5 separate regions of the Zea mays genome follow, and regions 2, 3, 4 and 5 are each linked to region 1. Evidence: chromatin contacts called from public Hi-C data. All regions are on one chromosome and are shown on one strand. The core of a region is the stretch at or near the end of the contact, and the rest is flanking DNA. Distances in the headings are between cores, read along the strand shown.

What was found. A called contact is a pair of places that touch in the nucleus more often than the background predicts.
Region 2: a Hi-C map of leaf shows a contact between it and region 1, with 4 times the contacts expected there. The contact joins the enhancer-like site here to the promoter of LOC109942396 in region 1. A contact is called at or near these places in 4 of 25 Hi-C or Micro-C datasets (ear, leaf and tassel).
Region 3: a Hi-C map of bundle sheath shows a contact between it and region 1, with 3 times the contacts expected there. The contact joins the promoter of LOC100384592 here to the promoter of LOC109942396 in region 1. A contact is called at or near these places in 4 of 25 Hi-C or Micro-C datasets (bundle sheath, ear, endosperm and 1 more).
Region 4: a Hi-C map of tassel shows a contact between it and region 1, with 4 times the contacts expected there. The contact joins the promoter of LOC100282417 here to the promoter of LOC109942396 in region 1. A contact is called at or near these places in 2 of 25 Hi-C or Micro-C datasets (ear and tassel).
Region 5: a contact with region 1 is called in a Hi-C map of leaf, with 4 times the contacts expected there. The contact joins the promoter of LOC118473300 here to the promoter of LOC109942396 in region 1. A contact is called at or near these places in 3 of 25 Hi-C or Micro-C datasets (bundle sheath and leaf).

The regions. Positions count from the first base shown.
Region 1 is chr9:35,493,302-35,498,300 of Zm-B73-REFERENCE-NAM-5.0, reverse strand. LOC109942396 (autophagy-related protein 2) reads right to left here and starts at 3,025. Exons shown (of 14, transcript XM_020544352.2): 1 at 2,623-3,025; 2 at 772-1,790. The coding sequence starts at 2,808.
Region 2 is chr9:35,033,354-35,038,352 of Zm-B73-REFERENCE-NAM-5.0, reverse strand. No RefSeq gene overlaps it. Among protein-coding and RNA genes, the nearest start is that of LOC109942499, 89 kb to the left of the region's middle. Within about 2 kb of position 2,117, at least 15 of the 20 cell types and tissues checked have an H3K27ac peak or open chromatin away from gene starts, as enhancers often do. A contact at or near this core is called in ear, leaf and tassel, where this site is marked.
Region 3 is chr9:35,942,822-35,947,820 of Zm-B73-REFERENCE-NAM-5.0, reverse strand. It overlaps LOC100384592, which reads left to right and starts at 2,865. Exons shown (of 7, transcript NM_001397525.1): 1 at 2,865-3,021; 2 at 3,101-3,184; 3 at 3,282-3,467; 4 at 4,481-4,651. The coding sequence starts at 2,919.
Region 4 is chr9:35,150,265-35,155,263 of Zm-B73-REFERENCE-NAM-5.0, reverse strand. It overlaps LOC100282417, which reads left to right and starts at 1,980. Exons shown (of 2, transcript NM_001155328.2): 1 at 1,980-2,091; 2 at 2,203-2,831. The coding sequence starts at 2,026. The coding sequence ends at 2,481.
Region 5 is chr9:35,791,053-35,796,051 of Zm-B73-REFERENCE-NAM-5.0, reverse strand. LOC118473300 reads right to left here and starts at 3,012. Exons shown (of 2, transcript XM_035962516.1): 1 at 2,354-3,012.

The sequences.
Region 1 (4,999 bases), core at 1,776-4,275:
CCACGTGCAGTCGCCTGCAGTCGCGTTGTCGCTGTTGATTGGCGGTCAGACTCCACCTTTGCCGCGAGTAGATCACGGAGCTGGAGGATATCAGATCGGGCCTGCTCCAGATCTGCCCTGGCACGAGCGAGCTCCTAATGCCAGGTGTGTACATCGTCCGCAACAGAAGTCATGGGAAAGGATCTCTGAGTCACGATACTAGATGTCATGGATCCTAGTTCATAAGGGGATAAACAGCGTCGGGAAGATAGCCGGGCGGAGTCGGCTTTGGAGAGACTAGAGTATTAGAGAGGTCTGAGACTAATTCTTCTTCATTGATTGATTCCCCCTTAAGGAGGTATAACTCATCCTTATATAGATAGGAAGACTTGGTCCCCAAGTAACTAACTCAATCTTATCTAATCTAATCCAAGTAACTAACTCAATCTTATCTAATCTAATCTTTATCCACTATTCCTAACTCTGAGCCTATCCCTATGGCCTCCATGCTCTGGGCTATCACCCCATGACAGAAGATAGCAATATGTGGGTTCTGTGGTGGCCACAAATGAGAAGATATGAAAGAAAAAGTTTAGTGTTTATAGTTGGAAAGCATGCACAGACAGATGGACTAATTCTGAAGATCTTATAGCTGGTTTAATATTCAGAAAAGATAGAAACTGAAGCAAAATGTGGTATAGCAACACTTTTGTACAATAATATGGCAAAATCAATTTCAAGGTGAGAGTTATCAGAATTTCAAGGAATGAAATGTAAGGCATATAAACAAACCTTTCATCACAATCTGAATCAGGGTCACCTAGATCATTACGGGCAACAGGATCCATCCAGTCTTTTATCACATTTGCCCTTGTAAGGAAAGAATCCTGAATTTTATCCTGCCCGCTTTGAGAAAATGTGCTCTGTACCAAGTATTCACTGGTGGCTTTTACAGAATCTGAACCTGGTTTCAAAGAGCTTGAAGCAGATGGACACAAGCCAGAGCTGGAAGAGCTAATAGAGATATCTGCAATATTATGAACACAACTCTGTTCGTCTACTGTCTTTTTTTGGAGAGAATCCCATACGTGCATGATCCACCGGATGCTGCAGAATTGTAACCGCAATTCTAATGAATCAATTGATACATCTGCATCAATTTTCTCAAAGTTCAAGCACCCCTTGTTCCATGGGATGCTTAAATTGAGTTTCCCTGAGAATCCACCAATGGGACCGGTTAAGACTGCAGTAGTACTATGACTTGCTGAAATGCCAGCTATTCCTCTAATTGGATCATTTTGAAGCAGTGTGTCGACATCATCCATCTTCAAAAATTCAATGACCGCCTCACGGAAAGTTAAAAAGTTGTCCAGTTTAAATAGACCAAGTTGGGTTCCAAATTCCACCTCTTTAATTCGGAAAACTAGAGATCGACTAGTTTCTGGGAGTCTACTATTCAAATTGATTTGAGGATCAAATACAACATAGACATTCTTTAACTTAATATTAAAGCTTGTCAGAAACCATTTGATGGCATTGGCAATTCTTTTTACACCTTCATCCACATCTCGGGATACAGAAGTGGAGCACTGATTACTATCAGATTCACTTCTTTCGGTGTTTACTAATGTTTGTGTGTCACTAGTACTACCAGAGACAGAGCATTCAGTATGCACATTATCAACTTCACTTGCAACAGATGGGACAAGCACAAGCTCCAATTCTTCAACAACAATCTCGCAGCTAGTAGTGAATCTAACTAGCAGGGATTTTATTGATCCTTCTTTCAGCATAATAGGGGATCCTGATAACTGAAATAATACAGAAAATTAACTGATGAAAGACATGAAACAAATAATTTCACTTCTGCAGGTTCCACATTTTTTTGGGGGGGGGGGGGGGGGGGGGGGGGGGATTCAAATAAGAGATGATTGTGGTATGCTAAGTACCAGAAATAGTAAATAAAGAGTATTGAAGCTACCAAGAACAGCAATTAAAATTATAGACTAACTGACCACATAATACTTTCTGCTAGATTGAATTTTAACACTAGCCACACTTAGCATTTCGGTGTGTGCACGCTTTACATTGTAATGAATTTTAATTTAGGATGCTTCGTAGGAATGAACTGCAACAAAGGTGCATAGCCTCTTCTCCTGCACCCAAGATCAGATTCTGCAGCTATCCCATAAACTTTAAGGTACAAACTAAACTAATCAAAAAATACTGAAGTATACAATAGAACAACAAATTGACATTAACCAAAATTGACACAGGCATCAATCAAAAAAGTTCTAAAGCTCCACTTGTTTTCGCCACCAGTCTTCAGCTCCAGCACAAAAATAGTCAAAACCCCTGCCTCAATACCAAAACTAGAATTCGCGCCACAAAACGGTGGAAATAACGATCAGAATTTAAAATGAAACAACTAAACCCACCCGGCAATCAAACAAAATATTCCTAACTCCCCCACGCCACAATTTGATCATCAACAAAACAAGCGAGCGGCAGTAGGCGATGAGATCGTCACAAACCTAACCTCCCTCTTCGCCGCCTAATCGGCTTAATGGGAAGCGGACTGCGACGGCTCCAATACACATGGGAGAACAATACACAAGCAGGAGGGTGCGGAAGAAAACGCGCCTTATGGTTGATGAACTCAGCGTTTAGGGCGAGGTCGTTGAGCTGCACCGTGCCGCGGCCAAGCTGGATGTCGAACTGATCGAGGTCGAGGTCGCCGAGGATCAGATCCCCAAGCCGCTTCTTGAGCAGCGACTTGCAGACGCGCTTAAGCAGCGTGTCGAGACGTAATCCGTCCAAGAACCCCATCGCTTCACCTTCCGCGGCGGCGGCGGCGGCGGTCGGAGAGATGGAGGCTCCTCGGTGACGGAAGCGATAGTTGCTTGGTTCGATTGATAACAAGTCGGCTTTTTCGTATTAGACCCTACGTGGAGGGGCAGAAGAGAGAGAGTTATCGCCTACACTTGTAACTCCCACCCTGGGAAACAGCATATTTTTGCGGAGAAGGAAGTCTGTACCACTGTCCGATGGGACCAGCCTTCCAATGGGGTTAGAACTGGACCCGTTGGATGATGGCGGGTGACGGCACGGCGCAGCGCATCTCTCTTCCCGTCCCGCCAAGTTCGCACAATCGTAACGGTGCAGATCCTCCCCGTCGCGGCCGATGTCCCGCAGGGCAGCGTTCTGCGTTCCTCCCCGTCAGCCCATCCCGGGGCCCGGGCTGGCTGTATCGCGCAAGCAGGCGGCGCGGTATATAGGTAAATAATAAATATTTAGTACAGTATATTACTATCCATGTCTATCGTCCCAGTCCCACGAGATGTTCAGATGTAAGGCTATGAGCAGTGAGGAACTTTAACAATCCACACCCTGAAGTAACCAACATGCTCCCCCGTCTCTATCTAAATATCGCCATTAAATTAAAAAAATAGACAGTTAACTAATATTGTAAAAATTATTGATAATATTTATATCTTTAAATAGAATTATTAAAGCATCTCTAAGAGATTATCTAAATTTCACTCTCTAAATTATCATTTTACGAGTCATTTACAGAAAATCATTTTTATATATATTTTCAATCTCCAACAGCTTTTCCATATTTTATTTGCACGCTAGAGAGCCATTCGCGTTTTTTATCTTTGGCTAGCGAAAACCCCATAATAGAAAATAGTTATAATTTAAATAACCATTTACAAAAGTTATTGGATGAAAACTTGTTACAAAAATCTCTATTTATATTAATTGAGAAGAATATAGAGAGTCTCTTTGAGTTGCTCTTATGAAAAAGGTTGAATGACCTATCTAATCATATGTATCATAAATATTAATATTTTATTTTTATATATTAAGTTAAACTAAAAATGTTTTACTTCACACATAATTAGAATGATAGATAAAAAGAGAGTAAAAATATTTTTGGTAAATTTTCTTGGATATAGTTTACATGAGGTGAACTTAAGTATATATATACTAGTCAACTTTGGATTAATTTCGTCTTTGGATAAACAAAGAATCAACTTAACATTGAAGCAGCACGATATATTAGTGCAACTTAAAACATCAATCAAATGTATATTAATCGTTAGTACTTATTTAAAGTTGCCTAGAGAGTGTGAATAGACAAAACCTGAAATTTTAACTTAAACAACAAACTTTGGTCCGAAGATTACTAGTTGAGAGGTTAGAACAAGATAATACAGCCAATGTCAATTTCCAAGGTAATAACTTGCTTATATTGGTAGTAAAACATAGGTGAGGAATAGAGCCTAGCAACCAAATATAGAAGAGACAAAGCTTAAAGACAAACAAAGTAAGTATTAGTTAGATGGAAAAAGGCAAATACAAGTAGGGAAGGAGAATGCACAAGAGACACAAGATTTGTTTATCAATGTTCAATTCCACAAAAAAACTACAACTCCATCGAGGGGTTCACAAAGAACCTGGGCTCTTTTAACCCTTTCCTCACTCAAGAGATCACCAACATCAAGCTTGAGTCTCTTTCTTTTTGCAATTGCGAGAGCAAACTATCACAAAGGCTCTCCACATGAAGTAGGACACTCTTAATCGCTTTACAAACTTGAGCAGCAACTCCACACACTTTGATCACAAGAATTCTCCTCACTTTGCATTAAACTCAACACAAGTGCTCTAGCAACTCTTTGTTATTCTAGCTCTCAAATGGATGTATATTCTAACCACACAACTCAATTCAAAGCATTTGAGAGACTTAAATGGCTAGGAGATGATCCCATTACTAATCGATGATGTTTCTTAGCTCTAGGATGGAGTTGTGTCAAGCTGGGTGGTATATATAGGCTCCTAACTTGAAACTAGCTATTTGAACCCCACTCAAGATTATGCATACTCACCACATATGTCTGCTGTCATCTCAGAAGTGATCGTTGGATAAAGGTGTCAGATCAGTCAGTTGTGAGAGTTCACCTGACATGTCCTGTGTGCCACCAAACATGCCATGTCAAATTGTTGTTGGCGCCTT
Region 2 (4,999 bases), core at 868-3,367, 460 kb after region 1:
AGGTATTAGGCCCACCTAAAGATGTCCTTGTCCCGAGGACCTCAGACAGTCATGCAGGAGCGCATAATGGCTCGGCAGGTTCGGTTACCTGTACCTCCATCATATCGTCCAAGAGCTCTTATCCCATAACGTAGACATTACACATCATCAAAGTAAGCGAAAAGGATTACAATAACATAGTTTACATTCATAAGTAAAATATAGAAAGAGTTGATTATTACATAACGGGTACTGAGTGCTTAAACTTATTATTACATCATAGGAAGGCAAAACACCTTCCCGGGGTAGGTCTTAGTTTTTTTCCTCCTGCTTTAGAACCACCTTGGAACAAAAACAACAGAACTCATCAGTTTCATCACCTACAACAACATGGGTTTGAAAACCCTGAGTATGAGTGTACTTTCGCAAGTCTTACCCATCAAAGGAAAAAGACTCTCAAGGATATGCTAGCATTTGGGAATCAAGGTAAACCTTATCATAATTCAAAGACTCTTTTTGCAGAAAAGCTTACTATAAGTGGATCCTTAAAAATTCATTTTACTTATCAGGTTAAGTAATTACATGCATCTAGATTCCTTTATATTCTTAGATCAAGCACTTGGCCTATACTAGCCATCTTTTTATCACCCCTTCTGTTCACTTGTTGCTACATGTAGGGAAGTGACCAAGTCTTCATGTCCGAGAAGAAATGGTGATCTGAATCAATTAATACCTAGCTAGGGATCTCCAACCACACGACATATGTAGCACTTAACCCTTGCATATGTCAACTCGCACTCGGGTTTCTCAAGACCAGAATGGGTTCACGCCAACCGAGAGCACATATACTCCACCGTCCAACCTCTTGTCACGAAGGGTACATGCTACTCTTGCCATCTCTCCACTCCCATTGCGTGGTAGCCTTTCTGGTATTGGTCCGACCAAGGCAAAGCTTACCCATGATGAGGCATGTGGCCAATTAAAAGGTCCTCGATCATCAAGCCTATATCGGCTCAGTCCTTAACCGACTCAAACGGAGACATTACACCGAGACTTCCTTCTCGTGCAAGTCACCCGCCCGGTCTCGTCTTTATCATTTAAAACCCAAAGTTTGGTACCTGGCAGAGGTACTCTTTTCAGATGTTGAACCCATCATGGCCATGATGGATCCACCATCATAAGTCTTTTCTTTGTAAAAATTCCCATCCAGTGTGAAGCATCACCTTTTTCAAAACAAAACCTTTTGTTTTGTATAGCAAGACTAAGCATTAGAAAACTTGTTTAAACAAAACAGGCAAACAAGGAATCGTAACCAATTTTCCAAGGAAGGAAATTCATCAACTGTTTATCACATAATTCCTATCACCTAATGCATCATATAAGGTGATAAAGATTTTAAAACAATAAGGAAAAAGGATAATGCACTGGGGCTTGCCTTGTGTTGCAGGAGTTTCTGTTTCCACACCGCAGATATCAAAGTAAAAGTTGTTCTCCGCTAAAGGATTCTCAGTCTGGGAGACAACCTCTTCCTCTATTATGGTTTCTTCCTCGTGTTCTATACATGATAATACATGTACATGAATGTTTATGCTATGTCATGAATATGCAGTTACATAATAGAAATATAGTAAGTTGCATCTTGAATACAACTTTCCTTCACGATACAAACCAATCACTAAGGTTTTCTACTTAGGCATTCCTTTAGGATTAGTATTAAGTAGTTAATCCTATGAAGCTAGTTATTGCATTTTTGGTCAAACAGTGTCCAAATTATTTCAAACTTCACTCAGGGCTCTAATCGTCATATTAACCCTACCCAAAAAGTTTTATGATTTTTGTAATTATTAAACTATTTCTAAAATTCTAAAAGGCTTGGTTTAAGCACCTTTAAATGCTACAAAATTCTAGGTTTGGGATAAAAATCTTGGAATTATTTTTTATTAAATACTACTCGATTTTATGAATCTAGCAAAATTAGTCTCACGATTTTACCAATTTTCTACTATTTCCTATGAATTTCCCAAGTTGTCAGTAAAAAGAAAAGATTAAAACGTGAATAGTAACGGGTCGTATCCAGCCCGACTGGCCCACAGACAGGCGGAACGCGCCCGCGTCCTCGCGTTTTGTTTTGCGCAAAGGTCCCTAGCCATTTGAATAACCAGTAAATAGTCCCTGAACACTATTCCTGTGTCTCACTAACAATCGCATATAGGCCCCCGTACTTCTATTTCTTCACGATTCAAGTCCCTGGCCGCGCACCGATCAAATACTTGGCCGGGGTCGCCTGTACTCGCTGGCGGTGACCTATTCCGGTGGTGCCGAGTACACGGACACCATCACAGGTGCTACCCGAACACACTCACGAGCTTAATTCGACCAGAGCATCATTAATTCGTAGCTGCCCACGACAACGGCGGAGCAAGATCACTGGCGTGCCCTTACCGGTTTTCCCAAGCCGGTCGCGTTCAATCCAGGGACGTGGAACGAATCAGTGACATACTAGGACTATGGTGCTCGCGCAAACTTGGACGGAGACACCCCGGAACAACCGGTCGACATGAGCCATGTCCACGATGGCGTTGCCGGATGACGATGCAACGTTCCCAAAGCTACGGTGCGGTAGCGTTCAATTGGCCGAGACCAGGAGTTTCACTAGCACCAGAGGGTGTACAAACATGGATCAGAGGGATGTGAATGGACCTGAGAATGGCTGGCCACGACATGATGCCTCACGACGGCGTTTCGGCTGATTTTGGGGGAAATCTAGAATTCGCGAGCTATGGTGGATGATTTGAGGTGAGGAGTGGTTCTCTAGGTGCGTAACAAGAAGGCGGAGCAGGAAGGGCACTCAATTTATAGAGGCCGGTTGCAGTTGCTCTGAATTTTGGACGGGGATGAACTCATGGTGACGTCAAGATGAGTCACTGGAGTTCGCCAAACGTGGCGCTCAATGAGTGTAATGTTTGGGAGGGGGTAATTGGCTGTTTTACATGACCTACAATGATGTGATACATGGTCTATGGCGTGGTGCAACCGAGATGACCAGGAGCCACAACGGCATCGACCGCTCGGCCACGTCGCAGGCCAGCGAATCACGATGGATGAACCGGTGCCAGAGACCACATTCACGACCCTTCCCAGATCTTTTCCGGTGGGCGCGAATCACGGTGTGGGATCATCGGTGAAGTGCCCGGCGCCTCTGATCTTTCTCAGTCACCGTACCATCACCATCTTCATTCAGTGTCCTGACAGACCAAGTCGAGGGCCCTTTTTCTTTGATTTTCATTCAGCAAGCCACCAAGTCGATTATACCAAAGTTGTACCCCTATATACCAGCTTCGACTTTGTCACAGAGACCTTGGTCATTTACTCACTGGATCAAGCACAAATCGACTCCAAGGTTGATTAGAAACCACTGTCAGTCTGCTTTCAGTATAAGACCTGACTAACAACCCGACTTCTAGGGCATTTTACTCACTTCTTGATAGTTGCCAAGACAAAGGAATGCTCACTTCAAGATTTTTTAGCCAACATGGATATGGAGCACAATTTCCATACTCCTTAATCTCCTCAGGCCACTCATGAATATCTGGCTTTCCACGAACTGATGAGCAATCTTCTGAATTCTACAGCTGCTAAAGATAAATGGACCTATCTATGGGGCAATACTACCTTCAGCTCATCCAAGTTCTATAGCCACACTTTTCAGTCAATCTAGCCTCCCTCTGCCTTCAATTGGATTTGGCAGTCCAAGGTTGGAAAGAAATTTGTTGGGGACTTGTTCTCAAATGCTTTGAATATAGAACAAGGCAACATAAAATGTTAAATGTTAATGCCCTTCGTCCATCGGAACATTATCTCCCCTAGGGTATAATGAACTTCGGACGAAGGTCATGAGCAAGAATCACGAAGGTCATACCTTCGTAATTAGAGTTATGAAATAACGAAAGACGAAATATAAAACATGAAAGTATAATGTATTAAAACACATAAACTTATTCATATATTTCATTATACAAATTCAAATATTAAAACATAACATTTAACCACATTTATACCTTCGTCTTGACAGAAGGCAATAATCCAAGTGTCGCGTCCGAGTGATTACAAGATTGCGTGAACAGTACAGGGGTACTGTTCATCTATTTATAGGCACAGGACGCAGCCTGTGTGAAATTACATTTATATCCTTTTCAATCGATTACAATCATGACACAAACTATCATGGGTCTATTGGTCATTTAATTTTTAGGTCGGTTCACTCCTTCGTCTTGAGGTATGTCACTTTGCCGAAGCTTCATGGGTGATAGCTTCGGCACTGCTTTCGAGAAGATTAGCCGAAGGTGTTTCTTCCTTCAGGATCTTTGGCTACGAAGCATACCCCAATAGTAGCCCCTTCGTGGTGCTAGATCGTTTTTCGTAACGAGCTTGATCCGTGAAAAAGTCTCCTAGGCTTCGAGATGCCGAAGATCTGAAAAACACCTTCCCTGAGCTCGTTGCCGAGAAACGATTAAAATAACCTGAGCACGAGGTGGCCCCACCATGCAGCGGTAACGCGCGTCCTGGCGATTCATCTGCTCGAGCTCTCTGGCCCACCATTCAGTGGGTGCGGGCAACTGTTCGTCCGGTGCGGAATACTTGACGATTCACCTTCCCACCTGCGGTACTATATAAACAGACGGGTAGGTGTGAAGTTACTACAACATTCATTGCTATTACACTGTTTTGCTGCCAAAAATTTGACCATAGCCGAAGCTTGTTTACTGCATCCTCAACCGAAGCTATTCATTTTGCTCGAGCTTCGCAACAAAAAAGAGCTTCGGCAAAACTAAAAAAATTTCAACTTTGTCAAAAGACAAGAAATTCAATCATCAGATGGTTAGGGTACGCTTAACAGCTAAGGTTACTCGCGACGGAGAGAAAGCCGAAGGTGCCGAAACCGCTCCAATTTCTGAAGTGATGAAACAGTCAGGGCTGGTAATACCGTAGGATGCACCTGCCGCTGAAGCTGAGCGGGTTG
Region 3 (4,999 bases), core at 1,616-4,115, 450 kb before region 1:
TTCCCTCTCTCTTATTTTGTTTGTTGTCTTTGATAGTCACCTAGAGGGGAGTGAATAGGTGATCCTAAAATAATCACAACATAAAACAAAGTTGGATCCAAACTAATGATTAGTGTAAAGCCAAGATCCAAGAGAATAAAAAGAGGTGGGGAAGTTCTTGCATTTGATGCCCAACTTAATTTCCGAACTAGTCCAAGGGCAAAAACTCAAGTGTAGATCAAGAACTTTAGAGTAGAGAGAAAGAACAAATCACAATAAGAATAGAGCACACAAGACACAACGATTTTTGGTGGTTTGGTCAAACCTCAAATACTTGCCTACTCGATGTTGTGGTGTTCTAAAGGACAATGGTTGCACTCAACACCTCTCAAGTGATCAAATGATCAACTTGAGCCCACAGTCTTCCTTATCAAATAATCTCCTCGCAAGGATCTCCATAGATCGAAGTCTCTTGCAACCGTACACAAGTTTGATGGGAGCACAATCTCCAAGAATAGTAAGAGAGAGAGAGAAGTAGAACACAACACAAGAGCAAAATGCAACAACACAACACCAAGAACACTAGCACAACTCAAAAGATGTCTATCTCAACTCAAAAAGGTGCTAGAATCTCTCTAGAATCTAATGACGGTGCTACACAAATGAATCAGAGTGATGTGTAGCTCTTAATAATGTTGGGTGGTCAAGTAGGCTGGTTAGGGGGGCTATTTATAGCCCAAAAACCCCAACTAGTCGTTGCTTATTTCCTCCAAAAACTGCTCTGCACAATGACGCACCGGACCAGGTAAAGTAGCACACACTACAGGATTCTGATTGGTGGCTTCCATAACTGCCTTGCACCGAACTGTCTTACACGTCAGCTAGCCATTGTTTGTTCGTCAAAGCCCGAAGTAGCCGTTACCCATGAGGTTCGATGCACCACCGGACCATGGTCTGGTGATTTTTAAAGAAAAAATCCTAGTTACAACTTCTTTCTTGTAGTCGAGGTCTGGTGCAAGCTCCAATGTGCTAGGCCCCCAAAGCCTCCTGAGGGGCTCTCTGGTAACTCGGTCTGGTGTACCACCGGACCGATCTGGTGAGCCCTAGATCAGCCGAGACTTAGCTCATTTGAGCTAAACTTCTCCACTTTGTTTTGGCAGTTCTTTGGAGCTTTCCTACGACATAGACAAACATTGTTAGAGTAGACAAACATTGTTAGAGTATAATCAATTGAACTAAGTCATGGAAACTCACATCTTTCTTATCTTTTCACCATGATTCCTATTTTGTCTCAAACTAAGTCAAAAGGCACTTTTCTCAAGAAACTAAGTTGGAGACCAAATCAAAGTGCTAAAGACATTATAATAGGTGTGTGCAACTTATTCAAATGTTTAGACCTCACTATTTTACCCATCTGGACATGTATAGTCGAAGGCAAGGCGGCGAGTAGTATAGGTGTACATTTGTGTTGTGCCTAATAGACCGACTCAAAGCACACAATTCCAGGCATAACCCAACATAATTGTGGGCCTGGGTCTGGCACGACCCAATGTGTGGCCCGTGCCTGGGCCTCAAGTCAAACCCACGGGCCGGCCTGGCACGACCCATTTAACTAAGGCCCATCGAAGCACACTAAACATAGACTTAGTATTTAACTAAGGCATGTCAAAGCACATAGGACTAACACAACTTGGAGAATCCAGAGCTTCAATGGGCCTTCGAAGGCAAGACGGGGATAGTGATGATGATCATTGTATATGTATTTCTTATGGTTGTATAGTACTCAACTAAATATTGAACAGAGAACTAAATATTATTTCTGAGCTAGTTGTAGTCTTTCTTCTTTCTGACCAAAGGTAATAACGTGACAACCACAAAATAGCTATTGGTCATTTTATATATTATATACTTTATGTTTATGTATTATTGTTGTATGTATATGGGCTGTTCTGGCACACTAAGATATTCTAGGCTATTTGGGCTGGTCTGGCATACATAACTAATTGTGGGTCGTGCTGTGGGCCGACGGCTGAGCCCAGTGCTGGCACGACACGACCCATAATTGGTGATATGCTTTTGTGGGCTTGTGTCGTGCCCGTCACACCAGCCCACATGTACAGGTATAGCGAGTAATAAGAGCAGTGGCGGCCAGCGGGTGAGAGCGTCACCGGCAGACATAGGGATGGCAACGGGTTTGAAACCCGTGGGTAGAGGGTTTTCAAACCCGCATCCGTGGGTTTGCTATTAAACCCACACCAGTATCCGTTACACATGACGGGTACAATATGCTACTCATATCCGCTACCCGCGGGTGCCACAAATCCATAGGTATTTTCGCGGGCATATAATTATAATTATAATTTTATATATATATATATATATATATATATATATATATATATATATATATATATATATATATATATATATATATATATATATATATATTACGGGTATGTGGGTTTACCGGCACGGGTATAACATTTTCATATCCACGAGGAAAAACCTATCGAATTGAAAATCAAATTCATAGCGGTATCCACGGTTATAAACTCACTCAAATCTGCACCATATAGGGTTTTTAGCTATGGACACGCGGATAAAATGATAAAATGTGCTCGTTAAGCAGACCCCTCGTCGTCTCTCTCGTCACTCTTCCCTCCCTCGTCGCTTATACGCCTTCTCTGTCTCCCTCTTGCGTCTCTCTTCCCTCCTTTTCCACCCAGCGACGGCGAGCGGGAAATGCCGGGCCCCAAAAGAGGCCGCATCCTTGGTGCTTTCTGAACCTTCTTTACTTTGTCCCCAAATGGCCTCCTCGCCCTCTTCACGTTTCCCTTCACCATAAGCACAGGCACCACTCCCCCCCTGCAAGCTCCTCCCTCTCTCGGCTCTTGGTTCTTGCATTACTCTGTCAGCCCAGAGGCAGAGCAAGTAAGCAAATGGTTGCTATGGCGGCGCCAGGGCGAGTGGCGCTCCTGGCCGCCGCACTCCTGTTCGGCGCCTTCTTCCCATCCGCGTTCGCCACGTCCTCGTACCCCGCAAGTGAGCTCCTTCTGCGGCCCCACCGTCTCGTTCGCTGCGCTTCCTTTGCTGATTAGTCTTATTCCACGTCGGATGGCAGGGCTTGCGGGCAGGCTCCTGTCCACCACGGCGTCGGCGGTGGCCAAGCAGCTGTGGTCGCTCAAATCGGCCGCCACCAAGACGGGTAATCGCCGGACCGTGGCGTCGTCTTTTCCCTCTCTGATTCTTGTTTCCTCACCGGGTGTGCCTGCTCTTCCGGTCTCTGGCGGTGTCGGCGGCAGCGACGGCGTCCGTGGCGGGGCGGTCCATGGTGCGGTACGAGGGCGGGTACGCGGTGGACACGGTGTTCGACGGCAGCAAGCTGGGGATCGAGCCGCACGCCGCCCAGATCAACCGCGCCGGCGACCTCCTCCTGCTCGACTCCATCAACAGCAACATCTACAGGGTCCAGCTGCCGTTGTCACCATGTGAGCACGCTCTGCCTCCGACCACTCCCTGTCCTTTTCAGGTTTTCCAGTCTTCATGGGATTCTGCTTCCCTCGATGATGCTTCCCTCGGTGATGTGAGTAGTTAGGGAGGGAGTTATTGGTGGTGGTTGGTAGGGGCTGATGTTGCATGCTGACTTCATCAAGCGCTGTTCCTCGATTGCGAAATGCCTACTATTTTGTTCATTGCTATAGTATGGACAATATGAAATAATAGCTGTTTGCGATCGTTCCCCATGTTTATGGAACCATCGTTCTCGTGCAGGTTTTTTTTTCTCCTTCACTTCCCTTTGTTGATGTGCTGGTTTACTTCCTCACGTTTCCTATAGCACAGGTGCCTGGAATCAAGGATTGAGAAGAGAAAGTAGATGTATAGTGCTGGTTTTCTAGATGGTTAGACTTAAGGTGTTGTTTAGTTCACCAAATGTAACATAAATAGCAACGGTAATGATTCACGTTCGATTACCAGCGGTAACAAGTTTGGATATGACGGTATTAGTTTCTAGTGTGGTATCTGATTACTGTTGGATTTAAACAAACATGGTTTAACGTTATCGATTACTGTTCACGTTACAAATATATGAATCAAACGACATCTAAGACCTAATGGCTGCTATCATCGCCTGAAAAACCCTTCAAAATCAGGCATATGAGAAATCAGCTCCCTTACTTCCTGTTTCACATATCAGAAGTTGAGCAAATAGACCTCTTCACTAGGAAAAATGTTTCTATGATTTGGTTCCCTTAAATTGTTAGCAATATCTCCTGTCTCATCTCATGTCACTAAAGGTAGGTACAATTGGAAATTTTACACTGTACCTCCACTATGAGCAAATGCTATGTCAGTCTCACTTCCCTCACTGCAACAAGACGACTTTTATTTTAGGATAGTGATGAAGTTGCCATTCATGTTTTTTTAGCATGAGATGCTTCCCAGATTATATCCAAGCAATCAGAATCTGATGGATCTTCTGAAATTGGATTCAACAATGCAGATAGCAGACCAAAGCTCCTTGCTGGTTCTCCAGAAGGTTTATCTGGCCATGTTGATGGAAGACTGCGAGAAGCGAGGATGAACCATCCTAAGGGGTTCACTGTGGATGATAGGGGCAACATTTATGTTGCAGATGCTATGAACATGGCAATAAGAAAGATCAGTGACACAGGTAAACTAAATGGCCCATTTGGAAGTATTGTTTCTCCAGCAGTTATTTAGTACTACATTCATTCATAAATATATGACGCCGTTGACTTTTTAAAAAACCTTTAATCACTCGTCTTATTCAAAATATTTATTCGAAAATGTAAAATTTTTAGCCACGCTCAAACGACTTTGAGTGATAAAACAAATCACTACAAAATAAATAGAGTAGTTGATACGTAGAGTAGATTGTGGTGGAAGGATATCTAACCAGCATTCTACTCTCGGCTCTTGATTAGGGGTAGATAACGAGCCAGCCAGTGGCGGGTCTATATGCAAACAAGGGTATTCAATTGAATACTCATTATTTTTG
Region 4 (4,999 bases), core at 731-3,230, 340 kb after region 1:
AATTTTTATACATACGTATTTGTCATACTCTCAAATGTATTTTACATATTTTAGTTTTATTAAACCGGTTGTTTAAAATATTCAAATAAATAGAGAACCGTTTAGAGAAACTCTACAAATAGAGGATCCAGCAACGTTCTCTAAAATTAGAGAACCGTTTAGAGACGTTGCTGGAGGGAGTAGAGGACGTCCTCGTCCTCTAAATTTGGGGTACAGGACCCTTTAGAGGGTCTTGTTGGAGCCAGCCTTACATTGTTTTGTGCACCGTCTGTTCGTGGAATAGAGTTTTTGCCGTTTATAAAGTGAACTTTAAAATCTAAGTATAAGGCTATCCGTAACCGTTACCTTTAAATTTTTCCCCTATTTTTCTCCCTATTTTTTCATCTCCCGCAGCGGTTTCCCCTAAATACTCCCCCTATACTCCACTACAACTATAAAATATTATTTTTTTATATTAACTATCAATTTTTTATCTAATAACAATTACTCGTGGCCCCACAACACAGTGATGTAAGGGATGAATAGTGATCATCTAGATTGAGGGGGAGAGAGAAGAGGACCACGCGGTATAGGGCTCGGCATGGGGCAGCGCTGCGCGCGTGGAGGGCCCCCTGCAGACGTCATGCAAGGGAAGAGGAGCTGCTGGCGGCAACCGCTGCAGCCAGCCTAAGGATGTGCATACTGCTCGAGATAGCTAAACACAAACAAACAGTACTAGGCACTAGCTTTAGCAAGCAGACCGGATACAATAAATCAATAGCCTGCCGACCCCCTCCCGAGAACGGAGATCTAGGGTACCTACCGCATGTTTGCTGCCGGTTCTAGTAGAAAACGAAATAGGTGTCTGGCGGTCCCGGGGCCGGGCCATGTGCCCCTGGGAGCCCCGCGATCTACAAGGCGGCCTCATCGTGAAAAGAATCCAACCCATGCTGTACTATCATCCACTCGGGAGGAAGTATATTTTAATTCTGACTTGAGTACAAATATGAATGACATTAAATATTACTATAAAACATATATCTCAATTTTAGATTCAATTCAAATATCTACTTACATATATCTATTTCCTTATCGGTAGTTTTTTATAATATAATAAAATCACTACGGATGAAGAAACCTATAATATAATGTAAAAACTACCAAGGTAAATTTTTTAATTAATGTGTTAATAATTAAATATAGAAAGTATAATAAAATTATAGATACGAAATACAAAAATGAAATAAATCCTAGAAGCATATAAATAAAATTAAATACTAATTAATATGATGAGTCTTATTAATATTACTCAAACTTAAGATTTAAATACCATCGGTTATATTAAAACTAAATTTATTGAACATTTTAAATAATGATACATGCCGTATATTTTATGAATAACAGTTAATTAGTTACAATTATAAGATCTAGATGATTTTAGAACAATGTATATTTTGTAAGCATTGCTAATATTAATTTTTCCCTATTTTAGAGAATTATTATGTAAAAACAAATACAAATATGTCTATTTAACATCTATATCTAAATCAAATGCTAACCGCATCTGTCCCTAAATAAACTTAGATTTAATCTATACCAAATTCTACTACTTTTACAATATTTTTGTCTATATGCTACTTCAGTTTAAACAACCTGTCTGAAGGGAACGCTGAGCAAGTAAAGGTGGACATGAGCCCAACCACGCACGCAGGGGCGGCAGTAAAGCGGAGGTGCCAGCGTGCTGGCATGGCTCGGCAGCCTTTGCCCTGCGCACCCGCTGGCGCCGCACATGCCGGGCCATAACTGCCCTCACCTCCCACCGTCCTACCGTGCTACGGTGCCACCCACCCACACCACCGTCTCCAGTCATCCACTGCCTGCCGCTCCCCAGTCCCAAATATCTCCTCCTCCTTGCCTGCCTCGTCTGCCATATAAGCACGGCGGGGTGGAACCGGACGTCCCTCGCTCCCAAATATCTCTCCCCACCTCCCCTGAGCTTCTCCCGACCTTTGGTCAGGCAAAGGAGGCGGCCAACAAGGACGAGCGATGGTGACCAAGGTCATCTGCTTCCTGGTGCTCGCATCCGTGCTCCTCGCCGTCGCTTTTCCCGTGGTAAGATCGATGCGCTAGCGCTAGCCTCACTTTCCTCAACCTCAAGAGCTAAATCTAGGCATTCTGCATTCCTGTACGTACAACTAATCGGACGATTTGCTCCTCGATCAGTCTGCTCTGCGGCAGCAGGTGAAGAAGGGCGGCGGCGGTGAAGGCGGAGGCGGAGGCAGTGTTAGCGGAAGCGGAGGCGGCAACCTGAATCCCTGGGAGTGCTCGCCCAAGTGCGGGTCGCGGTGCTCCAAGACGCAGTACAGGAAGGCCTGCCTCACCTTATGCAACAAGTGCTGCGCCAAGTGCCTCTGCGTGCCACCGGGGTTCTACGGCAACAAGGGCGCCTGCCCCTGCTACAACAACTGGAAAACCAAGGAAGGAGGGCCCAAGTGCCCCTAGAAGATCCACCGCAGCTCCCGTCCGCCATTGTCCCCCCTTCTCCGAATCTGGAACGTGTTGTTCATCTTCGACCACCCCCTAGGCTTGGCATTTTATTACTAGTATAATGCTAGTGTCCGCCCGTTGCTTAATCTGGAATGCTACCAGCCAGATCTCCATGCTCTCCTGTGAGCCACTCGGCAGAGTGAGGATTACTAGGTAGGGTGGCATGTCATGTGCTCCACCCTCCACTGGTACGAGTCAATCAACTAAAGCTACCCCCGGATTGATGAGGAACATCCCGCGCGATTAGTGGGGCATGTCATTACATTCATCAGCTTCTATATATAAACTAGATAAACTTTTTATCATGTCACTGGCCCACTACCACTACGCCTCCAAGATAGAGGCTTTTAACTGTTTGCCTACCTTACGGAATCTTCTTAATCATGGGTTACTAACACATGAGTTACTCACATAGCAAATTATTTACCACCCGCCTCCTGAATAATGACAAATAGTTAATTTTTCGGGCATTGATTGGTATAAAGCCTTTGTTGTTGTGCGCATCCTAGAGCATAGGGTTGTGTTTACACCTTTTTAGGGCGTCAATCACTCAACACGAACCAGCGGCGGTGCTCTCTGCACAGGGGCGGACTGCACAGGGGCCGACGGTCCACGGCTAGAGGCTGGACGGTCCGCGGCCTTGCACGAGGCTAGGATTTTCTGCCTGACGGCCGGACGGTCCGCGCGTGTGCAGGGGCGGCGGAAGATCGCCGGCGGCGCCTGGATCTCGCTCCCGGGAGAGACCCCGTCGAGGAGGAGAGATCCTAAGAGTTGTCTAGGCTCGGGCAGGCCGACCTTGACTCCTCTAATCGACGTAGAGTCGAAGAGAAGCGGAGAATTTGGGGATCGAGAGGCTAAACTAGAACTACTCCTAATTGTACTGGAAATAAATGCGAAATAGAAGTGTTATTGATTCGATTGATGATTACAAATCGACCGTATACCTCTCTATTTATAGAGGAGGGGGACTGGACCCTTTACAAACTGATTTCCGAGCGAATCCCGCGAATCTAGTAAACAACCGTAGCACAAAACTCGGAACCCTAATCTGTTCTGCGCTTGCGCGGATCGTCCGGCCCATAGGCGCGAACCGTCCGGACCACGGACCATTCGGCCTCAGGGCCGGATCGTCCGGTGCTCAATTTAGTGCCCAACATATGCCCCCCTGCCTTTTGGTGGAGCTGAGCAAAATAAAAGCATTTTAACTCGATATGATTACATCGGTTTCCTTAAGCATCTTGCCACATACTAGGATGGTACTGCTGGAGAAAACACCTGTTCAAAGCCTTGGGTAAATCCTTGCCTTGTAATGTTTGTAGTAAATAGGTGTTACCAGACATTACCTGTTTTACTTTGTAAGGACCCTCCCAGCTTGGCGACCATTTCCCAAACTTCTGGTCTTTATTCCTTAGAGGCAGGATGATCTTCCACACCAGGTCTCCTATCTGAAATGATTTTGCTTTGACCTTCTTATTGTAGGCCCTGGCTACCATGATCTTGTCCTTTTCTATTGCTCCCAAAGCTATCACCATCTTGTCGGTCACCTCATCAATATTATCCATCATTGAATTATAATAATTAGGACAGTTAGATCATTTTGTCTGGCGAACCTGACAGCATTCAAACTTATTTCCACAGGCAACGCTGCTTCCTGCCCATAGACAAGCTCAAAAGGAGATACTTTAGTAGCACTATGTTTAGATATTCTATGAGCTCATAAAGCTTCGGACAAAATCTTATACCAATGCTTAGGATTATCGGATATCTTCTTTTTTATCAAGTTAATCAATGTCCTATTACTAGACTCGGCCTGTCCATTGGCCTGAGCATAATATGGAGATAAATTAAACAACTTAACTCTATAATTCAGCAAATTCACGTACCTCCTTTGACATAAAAGAAGTTCCTTGATCTGTAGTCAAGGTCTGGGGAATGCCGAATCTATGAATAATATGCTCAGTTATGAACTCAATTACCTCCTTGTGTGTCATGTTCTTCAAAGCAACGGCTTCAGTCCATTTGGTAAAGTAGTCAGTGACAACCAACACGAACCGATGCCCCTTTAACGATGAAGGATGAATTTCTCCAATAAAGTCTAATCCTCATCCTCTGAAAGGCCAAGGCTTGATGATAGGATGTAATTCGGCTGCAGGGACCAACTGTAGGTCGCCAAATTTTTGACACACTTGGCAACCCTTGTAGTACTTGAAACAATCAGCTATCATGTTAGGCTAATAAAAACCAGACCTTCGCAACAGCCACTTCATCTTTGGAGCCGATTGATGGGTACCACAAATTCCTTCATTTACTTCGACCATGGCTAATATAGCATCATTTGGGCCCAAGCACTTAAGCAGGACGTCGTTGACTGTTCGGCGGTAGAGTTCATCACTCATCAAAACATACTTGAAAGTTGTATGCCGAATGTTCTTATATGTCCTGACATTGGGATTTCGTAAATAATTAGTTATGG
Region 5 (4,999 bases), core at 1,763-4,262, 300 kb before region 1:
AGCCCACCGGCACTTAACACCATCATCAGCAGCACAAAACTATAACCTAAAAACAACAGGGAATAAAACACTGAGTACGGAATTACTCAGCAAGACTTACCCGACTAAAGAAAAGACTCTCAAGGATATGCTGGATTTAGGAATCAAGGAAAAAGTTTTAGCAAGAATCAAATTAGATACTTTTGTAGAAATAGCTTACTAAAGTGAGTCCTTACTTTCAATATTTTAACGCTAGATTAAATATTAATAGACTTTGTTTGCATCTGGTCTAATTTCACCATCTCATCAATACAACATCATTTTTACTCATAATGTTTACATCCTGACTTAGGTTGTAGGTCGGATATCAAGTCTCCACTCTCTGTGGATATAACGGCGATCCGAATCGATTTACTCAGCTGAGGATCTCTAACCACACGACATATGTAGCACTTAACCCTTGCATATGTCAACCATTCACACAGATCCTCCACAACGTGAACCGGTCCGCGCTACCCGGGAGCACAGTACTCCTCCAACCAGCCTCTAGCCAGGAGGGTACACGCTACTCCCACCATCTCCCACGCCCAGTGCGCGGTTGTCTTTTCACGTATGGAATAGCCGGGTTCAAGCTTACCCTGTCCCATATCCAGCGCATGTGGCTAGATAAGATAGTCCTTGATCATACAGGCCTACATACGCATCCAATCCTTAATTAACCTGGGTGGAGCATCACCTGTTCCTAACCCAAGTCTCGATTTAAGTACTTCCATCCTTAGGATTGTTTTGTATTCCTTAGGATGAAAAGAGCATTATAGGGAACTTTGCAGTAAGATCCCACCATGCTCCCAATGAAAATATTCTTGCAGGTAGAAGCCATCCTTCCTTAGGATAAACCTGAGCTAGGCATAAGTGCAAAGGACAACCTCTATATGCTTACAAGCAGGGCTAAGCATTTTTTTTGTAAATCATATTTTGATACTTCACCAGAAGTATCTATATAAGGGATGGATTTCAAGGTAGCCAATGCATCGAAGGGTTTTCAAGCAACTCCTATAAACCTAATGCACAATCACTAGACTTAAAGTGTGTAAAAATAATTTAAAAACACAAGGAAGGGGTTGCATGCACCGGGGCTTGCCTGGAATAAACACTACGTTAGTGTTTGTTAGACAACGTTCACTTGGCGATCATCTTCATCATGGTTCTTGATCAGGTCATCCATCCTTAGGTTCGTCCATCAGCAACACCTTGCGAAGAAGCCCACGCTTAACAGCATCTTGTGGTCGACTCAGCTCTGGTCCTCCACATCACGTGATCAATGCACATGAACGGATATACACAGGAATAGCACACGACTAATTATTGCTACACCGAAGAGGATTATATATTTAGTGACGAGGTATTACAACACTTCAAACAACGTTGGATATTAATATACCACTAAGTACAATATTAATGTTTTTCTTAACTTGACTAGACCTAAAATAAACATTAGGAATTAACAACCTATACATATGCTTTACCTTCTTTGGTTAAAGCCTAACATCAACAGATTAACAGACCTAGGTTCATTAGTTCTAGACGTCTAAATCTAAAATAAGAAAAGAAGCATATTAACTAACTTTCTAAACCGCCCGATCGGGCTACTTTGCATAACCCGCCAACTAATTAAAATCTCACACTATTTAATAGTCTACTTTCCAATCGTGTCAGCAACTATAACACTACGCTTACTAAGACATTTCGTCATACAATAAACACAACCATGACACAAGAGCTACAACATGATAATTATCGCGACCACCACATTTATCCAATTCATTTAATACCTCGACTAGTAGCAATAGTGAAATCGCGCACTAATACTAAATTCACTCGAAACTATGGCATCAATAGCAGGTTCTAGTTCGAGTATTTCCACAAACAATTAGAATCGGAACAACACTTGAGAGGAAAACGTCGGCTAGCTGATTTAATACTAACCTATTTTTAACGTCATCGATTCACCAACATCGTGTACTGGTCTACCGAAATCTCCTTCGCCTAAACCGTATTTTAAACCCGAGCGTTTCACGATGTGTCTACGCCACAATTGTGATCACAAGCATATCGCCAATATTAAATCAATTAAATTATCCTAGTCATTTGTATCCACCACCAAAGCACTCCTCATCTAAATTACATTGTCGCCCAAACTTTACCATATACATATAAAAATGTCTAATTAATTATTATTACCAGAAATTACATAAACATTAATACCCTATTTTTAAATAAAAATAGCATATAATGACTATCATTACGACCAGTAATTTAATCCAACGCATCCAATCATTCCTCATACTAACGGGAAACAAATGGATCAGCTTACCATGTCTGAATCGACTCGGAGTCGTGATTTCGATGAGGCTATCTGGTTTGAACTATTCACTGAACACCATGTGTGTGTCGTTCTCCCCAAAATCAAACAATCAGCATCGCAGTGTCGATCTTCCCAACACACGACGAGCACGAGTCCACTCATTTTACCGAACAGGGAGCTGCAGGGGCGCATGGCCAGTGAGCACGGTGAAGCGATGGCAGCGCAGATCGAGCTCGCGGCGCGGCATGACATCCATGGACGCGAGCTAGATGTCGGACATGGAGATGAAGGCTCAACGGCGCACGGCAAGGTCAATGACGCGCTGTGGATATGGAGGAGTCTGCAGGGGTTCATGGTCGGACCGGCGACTGGCCGACGAACTTGATTTGGCAGTGGGCGATGGCTAGGACGTGGGGGAGCCGGGACTACAGTGCTAGCCACCAGCGAGCTTTGATGGCTTGCCGTAGCTGAGAGGAGCACGTAGCTAGCAGAGGCGCTGTGTAGAGAAGGGAGAAACTGGGGACGGTCAAGGTGAGCGACAGCTGGGGCCTAGGCAAGCTTTGCCGACCGGCAACGTGACGAAGACGCCGGCTGAACCTAGAGCAGCACCAGAGGAGCAGAGTGCACTGACAAGCTCAGTTCTATGGCTAGGCACCGGTGAAGAGGAAGTGCCTCCACACAGTCACACGATGAAAAGATCATGGAGAGAGTTTTGAGTGGTGGGAGATAAAGGAGAACAGAACGGCGGTGGAATAGGGACTCGGCATGGTGGAGTGACACGATGAAAATAACGTGGCAATGAAGATGTTTCCAGGAGCTGAGAAATCAACCAATAAGAGTGACGTGACGAATTCTTGTTTTTAAGGTTGCTTGTTCATTAAAATAAGAGTGGAAAAAAGAATCAACTTAGATAGAGAGATAGATCGATGGGGAAACAAACAAACAAATTTATCTTCTTCTCCTTTTTATACTTAATTATTATATACTTTTCTGTCCGATTTGAACTTTTACACAACAGACCACAAATAATTTGGTTCTCAGATTAACTCTGCACGAGATGTAAACCGGACGAAACAAAAGATGACAATCAAACTAGTACAGACTGCGCTTGATTTAAGTTAGAGCAGATAATTTACTCCGCGTGATTTGACTGAAATTAGCCGAAACCAGATCCGCTAATGTATACGCGATTTCATCGTCAAAACACCGTGCTGAAGGATAAATTGAATTATATTCGTGTGCACGATTTCACTCAGACGACGCGTGATCCTAATTATTTTGCCCCAAGATAAAAAAATCATCTGAGTGAGTCGGGCTTCCGAATTCGTATTCGCGCGAACGATGAATTTTAAATAATCACCGGACGCACCGATTTTCGGAACAACTAGGTTCTGAACATCACGAAAATTTAGGACGAGTCCGGATAGATGAAAATAAAAACAATGTCGAACTCGCGATAGACGGAACAGATGCGATATTAAAATCACGATAGGCGAAGATGATTAAAATTTAGCATCTGTTTTATCCACTGATATTACGTGCTTAAATCCATACTCGTTATCGAGCGGAATATAAACACCAGGGGTGTTACAGCCCTCCCCCTTAAAAGAATCTCGTCTCGAGATTCGGAGCGAAAGACTCTTAAGAGTAGAGAAGCATGTAACTCATGTTCATATCAGCGATAATCATGAGACATTTCCAAGCAAAGATGAGTGTCTCAAGATGTCGTTTCTCTAGTGGACATAACATGTATTTCCTTAAACTAATTTAGAGATATCCACCAGTAGAGACGATGTCTGCTAGAGGAACACATAAGGTTCCATGTATGCAGTTTGCTTTTTTTTATGACACTGTACTATCTGAGTCTGTTGAGCAAGCAACAAATATGCGATCTTACCCAAGCAGAATCAGATGCACCATCTTGGGTAAAACACACAAAAGGAGGTTTACCAACAAGTGGTCACGGTAAGTTCATAGCACACGAGACGGGTGTGAATGTCGAATAATATCACAGTTAACTCATGTTAGCCAGAAAATCCAAATCCAAGAAAAATGATAGACCCGAAAAATCACCAACGAAAGGATCGGTAAATGCGGACTTTTGCAACCAGTCCATTTTATCCAGCATTAATCATGGCTCGACTTGATCACACACATTGGAAAACCATACGTGAGGCAATCGAGGCATGACTAGAGCGATAATTAGGCGGTTACTGGCCGACTTAATCTTGATTCTTATAATCACTTCCTTAAAATGGGTTGAACTAAAGTGAGTTCAGACAACTCGATAAAACGATCTCTAAACTCAACCTTTGTTCATTGGGCAGTTACAAGTTAGTAAAACCAACTTGTTGAACTACTTTCGACATTGAGTAAGCCTTCTCATTACCCATCGGCGATCCAATGGTTGAGAGTTCACTCTTGTTAACAGGAGATCATGCACTTAGGTAGAAATTCATTTGGTCAAGTTGTTCATCCGTTTCTTCTATACGAGATGAATTACCCACTTGGTTAGGAAATACATGGATTAAATAAAAGAGCAAATGAACAAACTCCTGCATCTCAGCAACAGGGGAAATCCAATCTCCATTTTGAGAGCTAATCAGTTGTCTCTCGACACTAAAAAGCTCCAAGGCTTCACCTTTACACGAAGGA